2 separate regions of the Zea mays genome follow, and region 1 is linked to region 2. The links are chromatin contacts, called in public Hi-C maps. All regions are on one chromosome and are shown on one strand. Each heading gives the region's core, a stretch centred on a gene start, on an enhancer-like site or on the middle of the called end of the contact. The rest is flanking DNA. Distances are from core to core; before and after follow the strand shown.

The links. Hi-C and Micro-C count contacts between places; a contact is called where the count stands out from the background.
Region 1: a contact with region 2 is called in a Hi-C map of endosperm, with 2.3 times the contacts expected there. The contact joins the promoter of LOC103629437 here to the promoter of LOC100191518 in region 2. A contact is called at or near these places in 3 of 25 Hi-C or Micro-C datasets (endosperm, leaf and tassel).

What each region holds. Positions count from the first base shown.
Region 1 is chr6:75,799,831-75,805,004 of Zm-B73-REFERENCE-NAM-5.0, forward strand. It overlaps LOC103629437 (GPI transamidase component PIG-T), which reads right to left and starts at 1,553. Exons shown (of 5, transcript XM_008650557.3): 1 at 1,012-1,553; 2 at 1-286. The coding sequence starts at 1,254.
Region 2 is chr6:75,577,054-75,582,020 of Zm-B73-REFERENCE-NAM-5.0, forward strand. It overlaps LOC100191518, which reads right to left and starts at 2,997. Exons shown (of 9, transcript NM_001136950.1): 1 at 2,503-2,997; 2 at 1,944-2,039; 3 at 1,671-1,859; 4 at 1,435-1,575; 5 at 994-1,134; 6 at 351-493; 7 at 133-262; 8 at 8-56. The coding sequence starts at 2,967.

The DNA.
Region 1 (5,174 bases), core at 303-2,802, 220 kb after region 2:
ATCGCAAATTGCCTTCGTTCAGTTTGAAGCCCCAGCGAGGAGCAGAAAATGCAGTGGAGGACTCCAAAAAGTTGATGGATGCACAAAACAGGCCAGAGAGTGTATGTGTCAGGTTCTTCCATGTTGCATCGATCTCAGACAAAGGAAGATCAAAAACTGCCCACAGCTCAACACCAGGAGGCTTTGCATTATTAGTTGACATAGGATCAAATCCACCCCACTGCTCATAGTTCCATCTTCCCTGGGTGAAAGATAGCTCCAACTCGCTAATATGATATTTCTTAACCTGATATTGACAAAGCAGAATAATGTTAATAGAGGTTCTCACTTCTCAGTCATTCATAAAATGTGGCAGCATATAAGAAATGGAGGGCCCCTTTCTTCAGTGCCCAGGTTGTTGTGACTTAAAGGTATAAACAAGGGACAGTTTATTATATGTAAACCTAATAGGCAACAAAAGAATACAGAGTAAATTTCTCAAAGCCACCAACATTTGGGGCTAATGCCTAATAGGCACAAACCCACAAACTACTGTGCCCATTTCAGAGAACCCCCAATGCTCAGGGTCATTGACTTGTTGTCTTACAAACCCAACAACCACTGTGACCATTTCTAGTTAAAATGGGCTTGAGCCTTTGTTCAGATTGCAAAACCTAAATTTCACAGCGGTTCCACAGCACCTAGATTCAATTTTGGGTAAAAACAAATCAGCACTTGGGACAACTTGATAGACATCACTCGGTGGGAAAATGAAACAAATGCAAAGCAAAGATCTCCCATCTTAACACACCTATGTACATATGCCAAAAATAAAATCTTTGCAGCAGTGCAGTTGCTTGTCTCACTGTCCCAGTGGAGTACCCACAGACAGATCAAACGTGTTATTGATCTACAAACACAACTAACTAGTTACATGCTAGTCCAGGCTAATGTACCAGTATGAACGGCGAATTAAAGCCGTATACAGTTGGAGCTTAAACCCTAAATCAGCCACATCAGAGATCCACGCACCAGCTGGGAGATGGCCTTGGGGAAGAGGTGGTGGTGCCGACCAACGGAGGCAGCGGGGGGCGCAGAGGAGCGGAAGTGGAAGTGTGCCAGTGCCTTGCGGTCCGGGAGCGGCCGCAGGAGCAGCTCCTCAGTGAACTTTTCATCCTCAGGCGCCGCCGCAGACGCCGCGGCGGTGGTAAAGAGGAAGAGGAAGACGAGGGGCAGGAAGAGGATCGGTCCTGTGGGTGGACGCGGCGGCGCCATTAGCGCCAGAGAGCGCAGGGCGGCGCCTCCGAGGCCGGGGCGGGCGGAGATGGCCGGGGCAGGGTGGCCCCGTGGGCGGCAGCGTACGCGAGCGGAGATGGCCGGGCGAGGGCCTCCCAGTGTACAACGGCGTACGCGAGCGGAGGTGGCCGGACGAGGGGCCTCGGGGCGGAGGCGTACGGGGCGACGCGGTCACGGTGAGCGGAGAGCCGGAGACGGCGCGAGCAGTCGTTGCGGGAAGAAGGAAAGAGATGTTGCTTCACTGACCTACAGGACCCACATAAAGAGTAAGCTAGCGGACCTTTATTGCTATTATAGTACTCATTTAAGTAGCCTTCTCTATTTTAACATCCACAAAACTAAATTCTCTACAATTATATCAGAGTTATTAAAACTTGACCCCTTTTGGAGGCCTGTCCGCATTCGGCGGCCTCCACGCCATCCATCGCACGACGTGTGCTATCGATGGCCACGCACGCGTGCTCCGTGGGTCATGGACGTGAAACCTCACTTTTGACGGACGCCAAATTTTCAGCCACGGCCATACCACAGGTCCACATTACTCTTCCGGTCTCCCCTCAGACTTCTCTCCCCCATGCCATCCCTCCGGCTTCCCGAGCGCCACCGTAGTCGCTCGCCATCGCGACCCAGGACCCTGACCTCGATGGCGGTGGATCAGGGGCCAACAACGATGCGCCAGGCGGTGGCGGCTCCCCCTCCTCCGACGTTGCCTCTCCAGTCTTTCCATCCTTCGTCGTCGCGGTCGTGTCTCAATCTAAGGGCCAACGACTGGGTCCGACCGGAGGCGAGTTCCTCAGACTCTACGATTACACACACATACTTCCTCTCTCTCTCTGATCTGTGTGATGTTGGTTTGGTTGGTGCTGCGCAGGTGTACCCGCTGTTCATGACGATGGGTGTTGTCGTTGCAGCTCTTCCAGAACATCACTAGGAACCTAGAATCTAGGTCCTGATCTACACTCTTAACCCATTTTGCCTGTTTGATTCTTGCAGTAGATGTGCTGCTCCAGCTGGAGCAGGGTAGATATGCTCAATTTGGGTGCTTTCTTGAAGTTGAAGTGGTCTATATGTAGTTCAAGTTCAGTAGTATTCGCTCTATTTCTTCCTTTTCTGTAAGGTTGAACCCATAGCGTTACTATGGCTCCTAGCCATAGCTTTGTGTAATAGGAGGGATTCTGCTGCAACTTACTTTCTGCGGCAACCTTAAGGATTAGATCCTGTTAACTAAATAACTGCATGTCATTCTTATCTCCGCACAGTTTTAAGGCTTGCAATTGTTCGTGAGGTGCGCATATAGCTAAGTTTTCACTTTTTGGTTCTCATTTTGCATTAACATGTGTCTGCCATTTTCATTGACATATTTTCACCATTTTTATCTTTCGGTTGTCATTTTCAGGTGAATGAAGAGATCTATAACCATGACGAATTGAAAGCTAAGTTTAAAACTCATGAATTCTAAACCGGTAGTGATTGTGAAGTGTAGCCCATCTTGTAAGTTACATATGTATACCCTTTTAATAGTGGCATAACTTTTCCCAATGATTTAATTATCTCCATCAAAGCATCATCCTCTCTTATAAAGTTATTTAATCTTAGCATTGAGACCTTTTAATTGCTTTAATAGCTTCTTTACACAGTATGAAGAATGTGGGGAAGAATTTGTGGATATGTTGGATGGAATGATCTCCTTTGTTCTTCTTGATACATGTCAAAAAAGCTTCGTTGTAGCTCATGATGCTATTGTCATCTACCCTTTATACATGGGATGTTGTCTTGATGGTATGTAAAGCAAAGATGATTGCTTTGCCCTTCTAAAGAAAATCAGGCATTAATTATGTTTTTTGTTCATTTCACAAAACAAAACTTCTAGGATCAGTTTCGTAAAACTACCCGAGGCATCTATTTCAAACCTTACAACAATCTGCATGGGCACACTATTTGTGTGATTGAAAGGTGGGTCCAATGAAGGTTTGTGGAACTGAGGGCACAAGTAGTGTACCATGAAACTGATCCTAAAAGTTGTAGTTCTTTGATAGTTTGAAGCAAATAATTGTAATTTTATGAAATGAATTCTTTGTGCATCTCAAACATAATTTTCTGGAATTTGTTGATGAATTGCTTTCTCAACTACTGTTGCAGTGGCCAATAATGCTTGAAGGTACGACCAACATTCCTAGCAGGAACCGGCCAGTTACCACCAAGAACCTCCTGGCATGTTCTCTAGGTCCTGGAATAGAGAAACCACACAAAACACTTAAATTTAAATTTGCATGATGAATGTTGATCTCTTTGTGAAATGAAATATAGAAACACCAGTAGCTATCCATTTATGCAGTACATTGAAAAAGGGCAACATATTGGGAACCATTGTTGATCTCAACAACTAGAATTCAGTATGGTTCATGGGGCAGTTTTAATTGTTGTTATGGATTGGGTACATGGCACCTGTAATTTGCCTTGACTGAAACATAGCTGATGGAGCGAATAATTGTATCATGTTAACTAGCATGCCAGTTGTTACTTGCATTACCATATCATAATTTTGAAAGACTATGGATAGCAGGTCCATCTATATTGTTGACATACCTATGGTTATTACAAATCCTTTGAGTCTTTGAGAAAGGATATCTCATTGAATTTGTTCTTTTTGGAATTGTCCCTCAACACAAATGCTAAAATGATTTTCCACAGGAGAGAATGTATGATCCTCCATTTTCAACAACCTTTTTAAACACCAGTATGAAATAATACTTTTTTCCTTTAGTATACATCTGTGTTCCTATAATTTAAACACCAGTATGTCCATGGCCACCTGCAGCAGGGTTTTGACTCCACCTTCCAGTGCCTCCTTATCCAGCTCTCCATGTAGACATGTCCAATATTTCTCCAATGCCTTTAAATAACCTAATGAGGGCATGTAAACATTTTGTTATACAATGACTCATTTATGTCCTACAGATTTGTTATGCCCATATGCCAGTTATTGGAAAAACCTATCATGAGCAGCAACACTGATTAAAATAATAATCAACTTTGATATTTTTATGTGTTGCAGAATGAGTAGAACATATCATTGAACAACATGTTGTCATTTTTTTGGATATTTTTAAGTTGAGTATCAACATGGCACTTGTTTAAATTATTGCGTTCTTACTCAGGATGAGATTGAAGCTGCTCGAATAGCAGCGATCAACAAGGAAATTAAGCTTGTATTGACTGAAGTCCTTTCAAAGGTTTTATTCTTGACTTGATCATCTTGTTTACTGTTTACATTATTAAATTCGTCTAAGAGGTGCAAGGTTATTTCTGATTGGTTAGCTTCTTACCCTTTTTCCATCACATACAGAATCAGCTATCTTAAGGTCAGTGTCCCTTCATAATTGTTAGCTCATTTTATATAACAATATGTATTGTGATTGAGATCACACCGTCAGATGCTTTTTATATTTCCAAGGAATTCTGTGTTCTCTATAAGTTGTAGCATCTAACTATGTAACTTGATGTTATAGATTCAATCACAAAAAATCATTTAAACATACGAATACTGAAATGATTGATTGGTTGTAGGCTGGGCCAAAGGTTCGTTAAGAAAGTGAAAGGTTGCGAGCCTACGACAGCAGGATCGTGAGAAAATTGTAATGAAGCGTAAGAGTGAAATGGTAAGTTCATGGCTTGTTTTCATCTGTTACAACTACACGTTCCAATTGATATATTTATTTTGCAGGCATACAATCCTTGATGTTTTTTAGACGCTTTGCGCTCGTGTCCCAGCTAAGGCAGAAGAAAAGTGGTTGGAGTTGTTGTACATTCAGTGGATTGAGCATCATATATGGTTGTCCAATTTCTTAAGGCAACTTTGCTGCTTTGCGTCATTCTTCACTTTGACTTAGACCCAAAAA
Region 2 (4,967 bases), core at 1,747-4,246:
CTTATACCTTTGGCTCCCATGCGTGCAGTTCTCCCGGTTCTGTGAAGGTAATCAATCTAAAAACACAAGAATTACCACAAAGACTGCATAAAAATCGCTATGATGGGAGTAAATGCAAACACAAACACATACAGAATTCGATGGGAAGTCAAACATGATGACATGGTCAACATCCAGGTCCAGGCCTCTAGCTGCCAGATCAGTGCATACTAATGTTGGACAATCCCCCTCTTCATTGCGGAACTTGTTCAGGTTCTCAACTCTACATTTGATTATCAGATCTCATAAATATAAAGTCATATATCATATAGTACATAAAAAGACAAAACAGAGTAAAAAATATATCAAACCTCTCTTCAGCTGGAACCTCTCCATGATAGTTAACAGTGGATATATGATTTTCAGTTAAAAAATGATCCACTGCACGACTTGAATTTAAAGTATTACAGAACACCATAACTTTGTTTCCCTTTGCCAAGCTTGGCTCAAGAACCTATATGAAATAAAGTTCTTTGTTATCTCACAATTAGATATTTTAGAACAGATGCATATTGCTATTCTCCCTTTGGCTCTGAGATTCCGACTATGTACATTCAAAATTAACATCAACATAAGACAAAGTACAACCACATTAATGCTTGTGGCAGTAAAGAATCACTGATCTAACCACCCCAAACACCCAAACTAGCCAAAAACCAATGGTGTTTTGCAAAAAAAAAATACTCCATTAATTGAATTCCAGATGCAATAATGTGGTTACATTTCATTCATACTCCACATTTTCACAACAATTGTCAATTGGAAATTTGGAATCATCAATCTATCCATCTAACATAGCTACATTACAGACAAAAAATATGACAATAAGTGGAGAATGCAGATATATATAACCAGTTTTGATTTTTTTATACAAATGTCAAGTTCTAAACTAGAGTGTATGGAAAGACAGATATATGTGCACAGGAGGGAAGGAGAAATAAGAGTTTCCATCACCTGCAGAAGAGCCTCAAGTTTGTTTTCTGCTCCAGAAAGTTTGATAAAGTCATGCCGTGCTGTTGAAACTCTCTTTTGAAATGATGATGTCCGCAAATGGACAATACCTTCAAATTCCTCATCAATCAACTTTTGCACAGCCTGCAGTAAAAGAGTATAAGGATTCAAAATACACAAAAACAAATAATAAAACAAGATTTTATATCTGAAGTATCAGTACTCAAAACTGAAGAGATCAAAAGATTTATCAAAAGACTGGAGATTTCTTTGTACTTGAATGCTAATTGATGCAACAAGCAAGACACTTTAAAGGTACACACCCATACAGAACAGCCTAATAAAATTAGCAATGTGTCCTAACCAAGTAAAAATATGCATATATGAATCAAAATCAGAGGATCAGATAGATTTCAAGGGAATGATGTTCGATGATCATAAAACCTTTGTCATAGTAGCAGTGACTAATACTGTTTGGAAACCTTGATCATCAGGCTTTGCAGCACGATTCTTCAACGGAGCAAGAAACTTCCGTATGTCTGGTCCAAAGCCTTGATCAAACATTGTATCTGCCTCATCCAGAACCTTCAAATGCGGAACAAGAAAATCAAAAGAGACAATTATGAGAACAGTGAATATGTTACAAAATGGTAAATATCAGCGTGAAATTAGAAGCATACCAGATACTTAATATCACCATAAACCATGTTACCATCCTTGATATGATCAAGAATCCTTCCAGGAGTGCCAACGACCATGTCAACGGGCATGTTCAAAGAATCTTCCTGGGGTCTTAGACGGGTGCCTCCACTAACCATCGTTGACCGAAAACGTGCATGATGGCTGATAGACTTTGCTACTCGATAAACCTGTAATTTGATCGATTTACATGAATTAATGCTACTATAACTCAGTTACTCAGCTAACATCAATAAGTTGCAACCATAGCCGACCTGCTCAGTTAGCTCCCTGGTGGGGCAGAGTACTACTGCTCTTGGACGCCTTGGCTTCATTGACATCCCAAGCATTGCCTCATCACGCCGAAGTAGCTACAAAATAAAAGGAGTGGCATGGTTACCAATCCATTGTTATATGTGTATCTTTTATTAGCAGGCATAACCAATGGATAAATTCCTATTTTCTTGTTTAGTGAAACAAAAAACTGCTTGGTTGAACTCCAATCAGGTTGCATCCATGCTAATAATCAGACCTATTATTGGAAATTTCTTCATAGATTGTAAAAGCAGAAACCAGATTAAACAAGATGAATCACAAGGGTTATACACTTTTTTTTGTACAATAGCATAGACGATAAAAGTTAGAGTAGATTAGCAAGCAGACATCAGGTAATCGTTGAACACAAGACAGTGTACTTCTACCAATTTCGTGGAAGTGGAACTGATGGCGCAAATGTCTATCTGAAGAGCATCAAGAGAATTGTCTTCCCTTCTAATGGAAACACTAATGCAATGCAATGTATACACTGCATGCATACTGAAAAGGAGGAGATACCTGAACAAGAGGGAGTAAGTAGGCGAGCGTCTTCCCGGATCCGGTGTGGGAGCCGAGCACGACGCTGGTTCCGGCCAGCACCGCCGGCACGCCAACGCACTGGATCTCCGTGGGCTTGGAGATGCCCATCTCCCCCAGCGCGGACATCACCTCCTCCCCGAGACCGAGCTCCTCGAAGCTCTCCGCGGCCTCGACCCTCTTCCCCTTCCCCTGCTGCGAGCTCCGCTCCGAGCTCCTCGAGGTAGGCCTCGGGGCGCCGGGGGAGGAGGCGTCCTTTAGGTGGCGGAGGCGGAGGCGCTCGAGGAGGAGCTCGTGCCGCGGAGGGGGAGCCGGAGTGGAGGTGGGGCCGAGGGTGGGGGCGGCGGTGGAGAGGGCAGCGTGGAGGAGGCGGAGCCGGAGGGGGGACGGGCGGGAGAGGAGGAGGCAGCGACCGGCGGCGGCGGCGGCGGCGCCGGCCATCGCCATGGGTGGCGGCCGGTGAGGGTTTAGTTAGAGGGTGCGGGGGTTTCTGATGAGTGGAAGGGGACGGGAGGACGCGGCGCGGATAAGTGACGGCGGGTGTTGCTGGGTACGCGATCCGGGGCTACGAATGGCTGAAATGCAACGCCACAACTACTGGGTTCGGTCCAACCCGGTACCGACCTACATCGTCGATCGGTGAACCTGTTGATTGATTGGTCTGGTAATAATGTGATATCGATTTCCATCGGTTAGTATTTACCGTCCGTTGCATCATATGTTCATTGGTTCTTTATTTGGAATTTTTACCTAAACATCCATCTTTAGAATTTTTTTATAAAAAAATCTAGATCCGCGCTACAAATAAAGATGAGTGTTTGGGTTTATTTATACCCTTCACTCATTAATTTATTTATCGTCCTTCATGTTATAGTCTCTTATTCTCTATTTCAACGTAAGATCTCAGATAGAGTATGAACTTTAAAAACCTCACCTAATTGTTCAACGAGCAATCTTTATAACGTTTCGAGACCGCTATCGATGTGAGGCATGTCTTCTTCGATGACCTTTCCCTCATACATCATTGTCTGAATGATGTTTTTGATCATCCTCGTTCATTGAGTTCACAACCTCTATTTTGGTACTCATATCTCCCTTCTCTATATCCATACCGATCATATGTGGATGCTCCTTCTTCTAATAAAAATCCTACCACCGATGATCTTTCTCCTACCACTAAAACTCCTACAACCGACACTTCTTTTTCTTAACTTTTCACTTATACACACCCCCTCCATATGAACTGTATGGCACCCCTCTTCCATAAGGTGCTTCTTTTTCGTTAGCTTTCTCGTTTGGTGTTCCACCTTTTGTATGGTACTCATCCTCCTATAGGCACGATAGTGCCTCCAACAATCGAAAGTGATATCGCTTCAAACCAATCCGCTTACTTTGATGCTCCTCAATTCCAATGGCGAAGAGATTTGGACGAAGATGGAGGATGAAAGGTTGATAAGTACATATGTATATTTGTATGAATTTGACATAGTTTTAGATCAACAATAGTTTTTGAGTTCATAAATTTATAGATCTAGATGTGACTACTGCACTCCATAGACCCCTTTGATGGCAACAATGAGAAGGGACCAACCTTCGAGAGTCAAATAGCTAGCGCCTACAACTCCACCACGGAAACTCCTCGCCAATGTACCCCCAAGCATCTAAAGGATCAGTGGTCGCCAAACAACCGCAAGATCACACTCTTCAATGGCATCTGCAACTGCTTGTACGCGGCCCGACCCAGTGGAGCAAATGATGCTATGTTGCTCAAAGTGGCCAAGTAGAGCTTCCAAAACAAGGCCGGTGAAACTGACTTCAAGCTAGAGCACATGTGGCGTGCTCTTTGTCATCATCTTAGATGGCATGCGAGACACGGTGATGACGACTAGTAATTGGAGCAAAAGATCATGCCTCAACTTGGACATTGATTATAGCTGCATGTCTCTGAAAAGCATGGGTGCACCACACACTATTGGTTGAGATAGCATAAGAGCTCAATGAAAGAGGAAGGAACGACAACAAGTAGCAGCGAGTTCCTAGTCATAGAGAAGAGGATGTTGAACAAGTTGTATAAGGCTAGCTAAGGGGGATGTTCAAATCTAAATGGCATTAAAAAGCTGACAAAGCAATTAAAACTAGACAAGGAAGAAGAGGCAGAAGAGGTGTAAGAGGAAGATGATAAAGAGGGGTAGTAGTGTACCAGGTTTTTATGAAATAGTTTTTTAAGTTTTTAAGTTGTATTTGTTTTTATAAACTATATAATTTTTATTTGCTTAATTATATACTCTGGTGATTTTTTTAATAAACATTATACTAATTTTGACTAAAAGTCTGTAAAGAAAAGTTGACGTGACGCTGAAATGGTCGTAAGCAGACTGTAAAGGTTGCACTTGAGCGCTTTGGTAGATAAGGGTCGACGATGGTTTATACTTCTCTACTAATCCTTA